Linked DNA regions of Mus musculus: region 2 is linked to region 1. Evidence: chromatin contacts called from public promoter capture Hi-C data. All regions are on one chromosome and are shown on one strand. The core of a region is the stretch at or near the end of the contact, and the rest is flanking DNA. Distances in the headings are between cores, read along the strand shown.

Region 1 (6,245 bases), core at 3,140-5,639:
CTGAAGAGGCTACCTCCTGTAGCCAGGCAGAAATCACAGTGGAATGATAGGGACACCAACCTACCCACAAAACTTTGACCCAAAATTAATCTTGTCTACAAGAAATGCAGGCACAGCGGATGAAGCAGAGACTGAGGGAATAATCAGTCCAACTTGAGACACATCCCATGGGAAGGCACCAATCCCTGACACTAAATAAGACATTGTTATGCTTGCAGACAGGATTCTAGCATGGCTGTCCACTGAGAAGCTTTACCCAGCAGCTGACAAACACACAGATGCAGATACCCACAGCCAAACAGTGAATGGAGCTTGGGAACTCATATGGAAGAATTGGAGGAAGGATTGCAGCCCCTAAGGGGATAGGAATTTCATAGGAAGACCAACACGGTCAACTAACGTGAACCCTTGCAGCTCTCAGAGATTGAACCACCATTCAAAAACAAAACCATACATGAGCTGGACCTGGGCCTCCCCACACATATGTAGCAGATGTGCAGCTTGGTCTTCCTGTGGGTCCTAAGCAACTGGAGTAGGGGTTATCCCAAAAGCTGGTGCCTGTACATGATATATGTTCTTCTAGCTGGGGTGCTTTGTCTGGCCTCAGTGGGAGAAGATATGCCTAGCCTCACAGAGATTTGATATGCCAGAGTGGGATGATACCCAGGGGGAATCTATTAGCTCAGGGAAGAAGGGAAGGGGTGACTAGGAGGGGGGCAGTGAGTGGGATATAAAGTGAAGAGTGAAATAACAACAACAACAATTTGACCCAGGTTTATATTGTGTGTTGAACATATTTTCCCTTATACCCTTCTCGGTCCTCATTTCTTGTACCTCCCCTCCTGTTTCACACCTTTGTTTCTCTAGGATTGCCTTATATATACATGCATGGTCTCATATAGCTTAGCTATAGACAATCAATATATGAAACAAAACAATGAAATTAATACACACAGTATTGTCTTTCTGAAATTGGCATGGTTTACTCAGTATGATTGGTTCCAGTTGTACCCACCTTCTTGAAATCACACGACTTCATTCTGGATTATGGTAATGTGCCTGCAGTTTGTTTTGAAATTACACAATGTCACCTGGTATTGCCGCCATGGACCTACAATCATTTCACCATTCTTCAGTTTTGTACACCTCCATGAGTTCTATTACTTGCATACTGTGAAAGAGGACTGCAAGAACCATGGATGTACAAGTACCTCTGAGATACTTTGTATGTAGGTCACATGATAGAACACTTTGAGGAGCTTGACAAAGCTCTGGATTCATACAGTGACTGGACTAGTTCACTTTCCCAACAGCAGTGTATAAAGGGTCCCTTTTGTCCACACCCTCACTACTGTTTGTTATTTTTTTTCTTAATGATTGCTATTATAATTAGGGTAAGACGTAACCTCAATGGCATTTTACTGAAGAAAGCATATGGGAGGTACATGTGCATGCCTGTATACATGTGCACCTTTGTGAGGAGGTAAGGTATTGCTTTCGCTGGTGTTTCTCAGGAATCATCTATGTTAAGTTTTTGAGACTGCATCTTACTCTACTACCACTTTAAACTTACAAAGTGCCAGGGCTCGATGGCCAGCAATCCTCAAAGACACCTACTGCTGTGCTTACGAGCACATGTCACTGTGGATTTTATCTAATGTGTGTTCTGGGCACTGTACTGGGATCCTTTGTTAGCAAGGCAAAAACTACTATCTGAACTGCTTCCTCAGCCCTTAATTGAGGTTTTTAACAAATAGCAACCTCAGACTCTAGCCTATGCAACCTCTGAAATATTCCCTAAAAGACTACTCTTAAATGGATCTCCAGGTCCTCTCAGTTCCAAACTCTCCATAAACAAAGGACAGCAGTATACCTCAGAGACCCTCACACTTACACCCATTTTACAGAAACAAGTTATAGGAAGATGGCTTAGTCAGTGAATATGAAGAACAAGATGACCCACACTGGGACTCTTAGAACCCACATTAATACTGGCCATGGATCTTAGTAACCCTCATACTGAAGAAGGGAAGATGCAAACCCGCTGGGTTACTACTCATCTAGTCAAGCCAATCAATACAATCAGAGAGCTCCAGGTTCAGTGAGAGATCCTGCCTCAAAGACTAAGGTAAATATGATGGAAAGCAATAGAGAAAGACATGAAATGTTGCTATGTGGCTTCCATATGCATGAGCACAGCCATTCATAGACACACCATGTCCTTCCATGGAGATTGGGAAATAGCACAAATGTTACTTTAGCTCTCACTGGGCCCATAGAATTCCCTAAATACTATAGACACACACACACACACACACACACACACACACACACACACACACACACACACACACACACAGTGTGCAAAGAAAGACTGAAGCAAAATGCAGGGGTCTGTACATGTAGATTAACTATGAGGTAAATTCTCAGTCTTTCCCAGGGAGGCTTCATTCCTTCAGCCAGCCTGTGGGAATCCTACCAGATGTTTAGTTTGGCATTCTTTATGTACTCACATACACAGGCTCCTGACTATTTCAAGTAATTTTTAATGATGTTAAGCCTATCTATGTTAAATGAAGTATAAATCAATGCCTTGTTTATGAATACCACATAAAAGAACAGCAGCCTGCTACCCATATTTTTAAGGTTCTATATCTTTAAAATGCTCCCCTCATTTCAGTCCACAATTTATATTCACAAAGGTGTTTTAACTTACAAAAATAAAAAAATAAAAAATTGCAGTTTTCCTGAAATTACCAGAGACTTATATCTATATTCTAAAATCCACACATGGATGCAAAACATGGGTCTGCAACTGGTCAGCCTTGTGTCTCATGCAGAGACTTTGTAGGCTCCTTGGGCCTCAGATTTTTCAGAAGGAAAATGGGTTCATATATGGCCATGTTGTTATAAAGAATAGAGATAACAGCTCTACTCTGTGGAATAATCTGCCAAAGTTGGTATTCAAAATTAAAAGGGTTGATGTGAAAGCAGAAGGGTCCTATTGGATGGAGGATAGGGCCAGAGGGAGTGGGGAGGGAACAGAAGTGAGGGGTGAGGATCAACAAAGAAGGTAGGGAAACGCCTGTGTGAAACATTGTCACGTCAGCTTAAAAACCAGTAAACATGTTTATATATCATAGCCTAAGGTCAGTCGCTGTGCCACTGGAGATATATTTGTTCTTTTAAAACAAAATATATGTTAAAAAACCTGAGTACATATTTCTTACTTCCGTTTAGAAGGACAGCACGCAAGAACCAAAGGCAAGGCCAGCAGAGCTAATCCTGTTACACATTGGAAGAACTACAGGGAAACAAGCACTTTTCAAGTTAGTGGGCAGTCTACAAAAAGATCCGGAAATTCATCATCAGTAATAAACCCTGAAGGTTCCTCCACAAAATGATAATGCTGTCATGACCTGTTCTCTTTGATTACTATAAAAACAAAAAAAAAAAAAAAAAAAACAAAAAAAAAACAAAACAAAAAAAAAAAACTGTAAGATGACGTCATAGGATCATTTCCTTAACGGGTCAATGACAGTCATCCCAGAAGCATCCTTTGCAAGATCAGCAAAGTATGCAATTAATAGGAAATAGTTGCATCCATCTACAAGGGAGAGAGTATACATTGCTGAAAACACCAAGCACTCATTCAGGGAACAAATATTCAGACTTCAAAATTTAACCTTGAGATTCATCCTAAGCCTGAAGATAGAGTGGCAAAGTTGGCAGCTATAGCCCCTCCCCTTGCAGACTTTATATCACTCTTCCCCTTGTAGGCTTCTTAACAATTAAAATAGTATATTGCTTAAAAGGAAAAAGAGTGCATTTTTGAAGATTCAGTTTTTTTAAAATTCACCTTCGTTGAGTCCATCTTCCCTTCTTAGGGAATTTTTTGATGGTTGGGCTTTGTTTTAAAGTAAAGGCAGCAAAAGGCAAGAATTCTAAATGTTTTACACATAGGCTACAGACTGGCTGGCTGGGAAGAAAGAAATCAGTGTGATATACAACCCAAGAGAGGTACGTGCCAAGCAAACTTGCATACAGGGGGGTAAAGACGTACGTTTCTGATTAAGGCAGTAGGCTGCATATAGGCCTTGTTTATAAGAACTGTACAAGTTAAATTATTGGAGAACAAATGCATTTTGTTTGAGTCAGAGTGTCGCCTTCTTGTCTAGGCAGAGGGAAAAATGGATACCAAGACTGTAATCCTTCCCGAATAAAATCTTTAAACGCAAACCTGATTGCACTGTAGACTGTTTAATCTGGTGATATTGTGTTTCATTTCTGGTTTTGAAGAGGTTTGTTGATCGGACCATAGTGGGTCTGACTCCATGCTTATCTCAACTGTTTAGATAAGACATATTTGACTTTGGCAGGTGACAAAATCTAGGGTGTGGAGTAAGAGGTAGAAAAACCGCGGCTGGCAAGTTCCCAGGTAGTGTTTATTTTAAGCATAGTGTATGGATGAGTAAATTGCCTCAGACAACGCACTGGACTGTGTGTAAAACACCCACTGTCTGCTGAATGTTTTCCGTAAAGGAGCACTGCACAATGTCCTTTATTGGGCATAACAGATTTCACCTTCTTGCTTAGGTAAACATTTACACTCTTGTAAAAGCAAGCTCAGTGAGGTCCCCTGAAAATAGGACCCTACCTCTGAGATTCCTTTTTTTTTTTTTGCTCCTGTTTTCTAACATACACTTTTTAAAACTAAGAGTATTAAATTTTCTTTTGAAAGTAAACATCTATATTGCCCAAGAAATATATGATATGTCTTACATAACTTAAAACAATTTATAGTGTAAAATAACTTATACACTATAAATATTCATATATTTCAGTCTAATTTTACATATATATACATATATATATGCATATATAGTCATCTCACTTGAAAGGAAATTACAAGCAGAAAAGCTTGAGTTTATAAACACAATAATTAAAATTTTAGAGACAAGAACTTCTTTCAATATAATTCATCTAAATAGTTGTCAGAGGAGTGATGTCAGTGAATTTTATCATTTATATTTTATCTCGACAGACACATTGCGGGAGGGAAAGAAAGTAAGGAATACAGACAATGCAAGTTGCAAAATCATAAGAAAATAATGAAAACTTAGCTGAAAATTGTCAATGTACAACTAAGAACTTCGAGAGCTAGACATGGATGTTAATCCTTTGGCCATCTACAGAGGTGAACCCATCTAACTCGTGCTTAGTACCTACTTTTTCAAAACAATAAACCTATAATCATCTTAGCAGCTGTGTGATAGGCTATCATATTAGCTGCTTTGCATGGATGTTAACAAAATGCTCAAAGGAAAGACAGAGGAAGGATTTCTTTATCTCGTGGCTTCAGAGGGCCAAATCATCCTTGCTGACCCCGTGCACTTGCAAAGAACATCATAGTGGTGGCACTGTGCACTAGGTGAGAGGCTTCATCATGGGCTGGGTAGTAAGGAAGGAGTGGGGGTGATGGACTGGTGGAATAAAGAAGGCAAAGGAGGCAGTAGGAATGAAGAAACCATTGGCCTTCAATGCCAACCTTTTCTTTTGTTAGCAGATAAGGGCTAGTCTAATAACAAAATGAAGCATCTTAATGTACTCAAAAGTTCAAATGAACATATTTCACTAGTAGGATCAAAGTCTCTAACACAGTCTTTCGAAAAAATCCTTACTTGATAATTTCATACCTCTATACAATGTATAACATCAGTGACTGAATTTCCTCTCCACTTCCTCCCAGATGCCCACAGCCCACAACCCTGTACTAAACTCACATTCTGTCTTCATAGTCCACTGAGTTTAGTCAGGGCTACCCTTGTGTGCATGACTGTAGGGCCATCCACCAGGTCATGGGCAATCTAATAGGGGCCACTTCCCTGAAGCAAACTGACACCCCTATTTCAGCGGGTCTCATCTGCCCAGGTTCCTTAGCCATAACTGGTATTTTCGTGAACCCCTCCCCATTTACGGTGAGTTTCTGCATGGTTAGATCTTGTATTGGTCAAGCTTAGCCACTGTGAGTTCATGAGTGCAACAGTCTCGATGTACCCAGAAGACAGTTTCCCATGAGCCCTCCCTAACTTCTAGCTTTTATAATCTTTCTATCCCATCCTGGGAATTGGTATGGAAGTCTGCCATACTCACCTTCCTCTCTCTGTCTTCAGCATATGGTGTGTCACATCTGATCATAACTAGAGTCCCCAAACCAGACAGATGATGTGACAGCTCCTGACGAC
Region 2 (6,928 bases), core at 221-2,720, 1.2 Mb before region 1:
CCTTCAAAGCAACTAACACCCCCCCCCACCCCACCCCCGCCTTCCTACTCCAACTCCAGCAGCTGCTTGCCACTTCCCAATACAGTATTACCATCTAAGATCAGGTATTTGTATTAGGGAGTGTGTGCATGTAATGAGTGTGTGGGTACATCCATGCAGAGCCCAGAGCAAGGCATTGGGTGTCTTCCTCTATTGCTACCTGTCTATCACCTTGAGGCAGGGTGTTACGGAACCAACTAGGCCCAATGAGGTCTTGGGATCTGCCACCTCTGCCTCCCAATCTCTGCAGTTACCAGCAGGCTCAGGCACAGGGGGTTTTAATGGGGAGGGGGCTGGGGGGAGGATTCTAACTTAGGTCCTCATGGTTGCAAGAGCAAAGGCTATTACCCTCTGCAACTATTCTTTCTGTGTATGATGCATGCGTGATGGAGTTTGAATCGGAGGATGTGAAAGGCAGTCCACCTTGTTTGTTTGAGCTGCGTCCACCAGGCTAGTTAGGTCTTAGGCTGAGCTCTCTGGGATTTTCCACTCTTACCTTCCCCTCTCTCAGCAGTGAGGTCACAGGGACAGGCACCTGATTCAACAGACCTAAGATCATGTTCTTAAAGACTATGGGATAAGCCAGAGGTGCCCTGTTGACACCACAGGAAAGTGGCCATGCCCTTAGCTAGCAGCCCTGACACTTGAGAGATTCATTTACCTTTAAGGTCATGCCCATTAACTATGAATCCCTAAAGGGGGGCATGAACCCGTAATTTTAAACATCAGCCAATTTGGGTGCAGGTGGGTCTGTGTAAAACGAGTCCACTACGTTTAAAAGACAACGTCTCTAAAACATGATTTCGTGCATGCTGGGGGGGGGGGGGGTTGGGGTGGGGGAGGGACATAATTACATTTCGTGAAATTTCCTTAAGTTTCTTTCTTCTAGGCCAACTAAATCTCGAATAAATATTTCCTCTTTAGTATAGAAGTGACTGAGTGCCATGTGGCGCATCAACACCAGAAGGTCGCCGGTGGTACCCGAGGTAACAGCAGCAGCGGCTTCACCTTAGTCCCGTCTCCCGAACGAACAGGCATAGCACACAAGTCCATTCCAGGCGCCGTGGCTCCTCAAACCTGCACAGGAGAGAGCATATACAAAGGGAATTCATCGCTAGGTACGAGTGTTGGTAAGGACACACGTCAGCCCGCCTCTGCGGAAAGCGGGAGACCCGGAGGCCGAGGCAGTCGCCTGCAGGCGCTCCACGCTCCCGCTCACTTCCCGGAGATCCGGGTTTCGCGCCGAGGGGCAGAAGGCACGTGGATCAGAGTCATGGGGACCCCACTTTCCTCCACACGGCCCGCTGCTCCAGTGACCGCCCGGCCGCCCGCATAGGGGCTCGCTCGCTCACCTGGGGTTCAGAACGGCGGCGAGCGGCTGCTGCAAGCGCAGCCATGGACCTTTCGATTTGCGCGGGATCGGGAAGCCCCGCCCAGCGGACATGACGTCCCTGGGCGTCCTGAGCCGCAGCCTCCACCTCCCGCTTTCTATGACCCGACTTTCCTCTTAGCCGAGTCCTGAGCCCTTCCTTGCAAGGTAGGAAGTCCGCCGCCAATGGCCAATGCCATCTCGAACTCGGCGACGCTAGAAGCGAAAAGTCGGCTTGTTTGTGAGAGAAGTGGGGTGGTGGTAAGGGAGGGGGCAAGAGAAACTCTAGGCCCGGAAGTTGCGCTCTCGCCGGTGCTGCTGGGAGTTGTAGTTCTCCCTTGACCAAGCCACTGGATCCAGGTACATGCGTGCTAAAGAACTCCCAACTTGGAGTCAAACATATTTTGTTATTTTAAACCCGGAAAAGGAGCCCAGTTCATAGTTGCTTAATTCCAGGCCAACACCACAGTCTTTCGTCTCCGAAACATCCTCACCTCTATGCAAATTGAAGTTTTGTACAAAGCTTTCATGTTGCTATAGTTTGATTATAGTCTGCGCTTACCCACTTTATTCATTATATGGCTTTATCCCTGATACGAGTTGGGAAAATGTTATCCTTATAACTAAGAAACAAAATGGCCCAATGGTTCAAGTTATTAAACCCTGTATATTGTTGGTTGTATTGGGTCACATTTCCTAGTGTTATCAAGGAAAGAAAACCCCTCTAGTTTCTCTTCTTAATGGACTTTTAAAAACTTACTAATTTTAGAAGTCACACAGCCGGACTGTACATAATTTAGTCTCTTACTGTCTTTGCCCCAGCAGACTCCTCTGACTGAAGCTATCTAAGTGTGAAATTGAAAGACTCCGAGAGGAGCCCCTCGCTCAGGCCTCAGGACAATAGCGGACACCCAAGAACTCATGAGAGACCAAGCTTGATGCAAACCACATGAGGCTTTATTCGGGGAAAGCTAGAGCTCTGGGGACGACTCACATCCCACGCAGGAGTAGAGGAGTCGACCCTGAGGGGAAAGGGGTCTCAGTTTTTATAGGCCCTGGGGGGAAGGAGAAGGGGGGAGTAGGGGATTTCCAGATCTAAACAATGTCTATTCTCAAGAAATGGGTATGGGAGGGGTACAAGGAAAGAGTCTGGTGCAGGTGTAGCAACTCCGGATTGGCTGGGCTGTGGTTGCTGGGGAGATTTTCTGACTCTCCCAGCAACCAATATCACAAACACCTGGCAGTGAGGTGCAGCAGTGGGCACACACATGGGTTCAAGGAATGGTCAAAACATTGGCAGACACACAGGTTCAAGGAGTGGCCAGAGCATTGTGCACCTCTATTTTTTCTAAATCAGTGAAGCTAGTTCTGCTAACAGTGACATCAATCTTGCCAATTTCAGGGCTTCTGTGACCTTTTACATTCTGTCAGGATCTTTTAAAATAAGAATCTTCCCTGCCCATGTCTGTAAAAAAAAAAGCTTTTCTCTCTCTTGCCCTCCATGTAAAGATACCATGTGTGATCCTCTCTGCTCTCTGGGTTCACCTTTAATATCCTAACAATTCAGTGACAAATTAGTTATTCTCCAGGAAAGGAACTCAAAAGATGCACGATGGTATTATCTGTTGTGTTACCTTTCTTTAAACTTACAGAACCCCAAACATCCATTAATATATAAGTACTAATTAACACAGAGTACCTGGTGCACTGGTAAGGCGGACTACTACCCCAGTGATATGTTCCCCCAGCAAATCCCTAGATCATATTCGTGACTGCAGCCCCAAGGAGGCTGGGCTTTGTTGGGGAGCTACACCATCATTGGTTTTCAAGTAAATCTTTTTCTTTGCCCAAACAAATTGACTTTAAGTCATTAGACTTTCTGAAAGAATGTGGATTTACAGTTATAGAAAATGCCCAGATCTGGCTAATGTCCTCTTTTCTTTGTTATATTGTGGTAAAACACACACACACACAATATATCTTTCTATCTATCTGAATGAAAAATTTTAAATGTATATTTAAAATATGCATATTTTATAGCTCATAGAAGCAGAAGGATAATCATTTAATATATTAAGAAGCCTGCATGTGCCAGGCAATGGTGGCTCATGCCTTTAATCTCAGCACTTGGGAAGCAGAGGCAGGTGGATTCCTGAGTTCGAGGCCAGCTTGGTCTACAGTGTGAGATCCAGGACAGCCAGGGCTACATAGAGAAACCCTGTCTCAAACCAAAACCAAACAAACAAAAACAAAAAGCCTGAATGTATTTGCATGAAAAAGGAAAAAAAATCAGAGTTAAGAATGGAGATATTGGGCCTGAGAGATGGCTGAACAGTTTATAGCTGGCTGCTTTTCCAGAGTACCTGGGTTCAATTCTCAGAATCCACATGGTGACTCACAACTGTTTATAACTTCAGTTCCCAGGGGGTCTGATGCCTCTTCTAGTCCACTAGATACCAGACATCTATGAGGTTTATAGACATACTTGTGCTGGACATGCTGGGGCTGGAGAAATGTCTCAGTAGTTAAGGAGGACCTGAATTTGATTCCAGCACCAATAATGGATGGCTCACAACCACCAATAACTCCAACTCCGGGGGATCTGACTCATTTGGCCACTCTGGACACTCACACACACTCCCACTCTCTCACACAAACACACACACTTAAAAATAGTATAATTTATTTTATAAAGCCGGATATCCAAAGACAGGTTTGGAACGCTAGCACCAAGGAGACTGAGCAGCAGCAACAGCAGCAGGAGGAGGAGTTTGAAGTCATCTTGAGCTGCATAGTGAGACCTCGTGCAGAAAAGAGGCCTTGACAACCTAATGGAAGAGGATGGACAGAGAATCCAAAGAGGGATCTGCAAAATAAATGGAAATAAGGGATAAATGCACATCTATTTCCCAGTAGCAACTTAGGTCAACTTCTTAGCATTCATAGAGATAAAATGTAAGAGGAGATGGTGGTAATATTTATACCATTCATATAGTGAAAATAGTTTTACCAAAAAAACATCTTGGATTTGGAGGGAGCACGAAAAGGCACTCTCCTAAGTGCTGGTGGTTTGAATAATCCTTTCCTGCAGGACAATCTGGCAGTGCATACAAAGACCGTAAAAGAGAAAAGATGATAAAACGCTTTAATTCTGCAAGTAGTCTTCAAGGAATGTATCCTAAGAAGATTGATGTTTTAGAGGATAAAAATATAAGTGTGTCCATCATTTACAATAAAAACAAACACAGGTATCCAACAGCAGGTGGAAAGTTAAGTCAGTCTGGCCCACCCACAATGAAAGAATATAAAATATGACATTAATGCAGAAGAATGCTCAGGAAGTCATGATAGAGAAGAAGCACCACATATTTCATTTCCATGAACTGTACAGGCAAACTTAACAAAACAAGCACACACTCACACATTAAAAACAGAGAAAATGGGCTGGAGAGATGGCTCAGTGGTTAAGAGCACTGAGTGCTCTTCCAGAAGTTCTGAGTTCAATTCCCAGCAATCACATGGTAGCTTACAACCACCTGTAATGAGGTTGGATGCCCTCTTCTGGTGTGTCTGAAGATAGCTACAGTGTACACATATACACTAAATAAATAAACAATTAAAAATAAAACAAAACGACAAAAAAACAGATAAAATAAGGAGTTAATAGTTGATATTTCTAAATAGTAGGATGGCAGATTTTTTATTCCTTTTCTATACATTTCTGTTTTCAATTAGATAATTAATATAATACTATATGTGTATGTGCTTACTTCTCTCTGTATACATGTGTATCTCTCTCTCTCTCTCTCTCTCTCTCTGTGTGTGTGTGTGTGTGTGTGTGTGTGTGTGTGTGTGTGTGTTGGTCAGAGGACAACTAACTGAACCAGTTCTCTCTTTTTACTATATAGATTCTGGGGATTGAACTTAGGCCTTGAGCCTTGGTGGCAAATATACGTAGCCCTGAGCCATCTTGTCAGCCCACAGAAAATATTTGAGTTCTACTATAATTGGAAAATAGATATTCATCTAGAGGTCAGTGGACATCTTGACTTGTGATGAATTAGTGACATGAGAAGGAAGGATATGACATTTGGTCCAAGTGCAGCCCTGCCTCAGATGACAATAATAATTGCTGGAAGTGTCTCTGTAGAAACTGTTCTTTAGGAGCCAGAGCGTTACAAAATACACAGGAGGGAAATATAAAATAAAATAAAAAGGTGGGCAGAGTCACTACTGCCACTGCTGGATGACACTAAGGAGCTATGGCGTAAAAGTGAAACAGACGACAGGGACAGACTGTTCTGCCATGAAAGGTCATCCTGAAATAAGGCATTGATGACGAAGACTTGAGCGTCTTTTCAAGCATGAAGGTGTTTTACAGAAGCTATAGTCTCTACCCCAGGGATGATTTCTAAGTAGTTCTCACCATTTCTAGGAATCTCTGTACAGCATTTGACCAGTGCAATTTACAGGTACTCCTGGGCAGTCAGCATTTAAGTCATTCTATCATCTGAAGAGCGGTTGAAGATGGGATTGCAAAGATAAAATGTCACGGAGAAAAAAATGCATTTCTGTGTTGTACAAACCCAGAAATGTTTATATATGTTAGAAATTCCATACTGCCTTATAGGAATTGTGGGAAATCTAATCTGGTGCCTAACAGACACACTGTGTGGACAGTAATTTAGTCTTCAAAGTACAGGAATAGCTCGGTGTGGAAAGACTAGCATTGATGTGGTGGAAAGCAAAGGAAAACAACTCAGAAACTACTCAGATAGCTAACAAACTCAGGTTTAGTTCTGGGGAAGAAAGCAAGGTTGTCAGACCTGGCAGTGGTCTGTGGTCCTACAAGGACACTGGGCATCATAAAGACACAGGTGAGCAATGCCATGCTACAGAAGGAAGAGAGATTGCTGAAAGGAGGGAGGGAATGTGGGGGGTGTGGAAGTCAATCATCCTCATGAAGGAAAAGTGGGAGGGAGAGCAAGGCGCCATAGGCTCCCGCCACTCCTTGAAAAGTCCTGATCTGCCTTACACAGCATGAGATCTAAGATGGCTGCTTCCCCATGGAAGTCTGAACAGGTGGCAGTGCTCTCCCCTACCCCCCACTTCTGAGTTACCTCATCAAGCAGGGCTTTTATTGGGGCAAGGTGACAGTATGGCGAGATGTGATTGGCTAGGGATTTAGGGGCTTGGGATTGGCTCAAACATTGTATCTAAGCTTATGTGCCGCACAAGAAACTCAGATCTGCATCCTGATGCTGGTCCCCGGAGTCCAAGTCCCTGGGTTTGTCATGTGACTCTGTTGCCTCTTACCCTCCCATTCTAGGTCCTATTCCCACAAGGGAAAAAGAATAAGGACGTATGGCAGGACACTGTGAGATGTCCTTCCCTGGCATGGGTTAAAGCCTAATCATCCAGCGTCAGTAGAATTGAGATGAGAAATACGCATCTCTTACAACTGAAGCACAAAGTTTTCTGGAGGCCAGTGTATCTTATAAAATTGTGTTTTGTAAAAAA

What was found. Promoter capture Hi-C pulls out the DNA fragments that hold promoters and counts their contacts.
Region 2: a contact with region 1 is called in a promoter capture Hi-C map of pre-B cells, with 5 times the contacts expected there. The contact joins the promoter of Exo1 here to the enhancer-like site in region 1. A contact is called at or near these places in 8 of 39 promoter capture datasets (3T3-L1-derived adipocytes, the C10 cell line, cranial neural crest and 4 more) and 3 of 115 datasets of contacts at active chromatin or transcription factors (embryonic limb bud, large pre-B cells and pro-B cells).

The regions. Positions count from the first base shown.
Region 1 is chr1:174,657,810-174,664,054 of GRCm38.p6, reverse strand. The region is part of intron 7 of Fmn2 (formin 2); the gene reads right to left. Among named protein-coding and RNA genes, the nearest start is that of Gm51689, 96 kb to the left of the region's middle. Within about 2 kb of position 4,389, at least 10 of the 459 cell types and tissues checked have an H3K27ac peak or open chromatin away from gene starts, as enhancers often do. A contact at or near this core is called in pro-B cells, where this site is marked.
Region 2 is chr1:175,875,320-175,882,247 of GRCm38.p6, reverse strand. Exo1 (exonuclease 1) reads right to left here and starts at 1,470. Exons shown (of 15, transcript NM_012012.4): 1 at 1,392-1,470; 2 at 1,048-1,116. It overlaps Gm36360 (a long non-coding RNA gene), which reads left to right and starts at 1,493. Exons shown (of 3, transcript XR_373723.2): 1 at 1,493-1,576.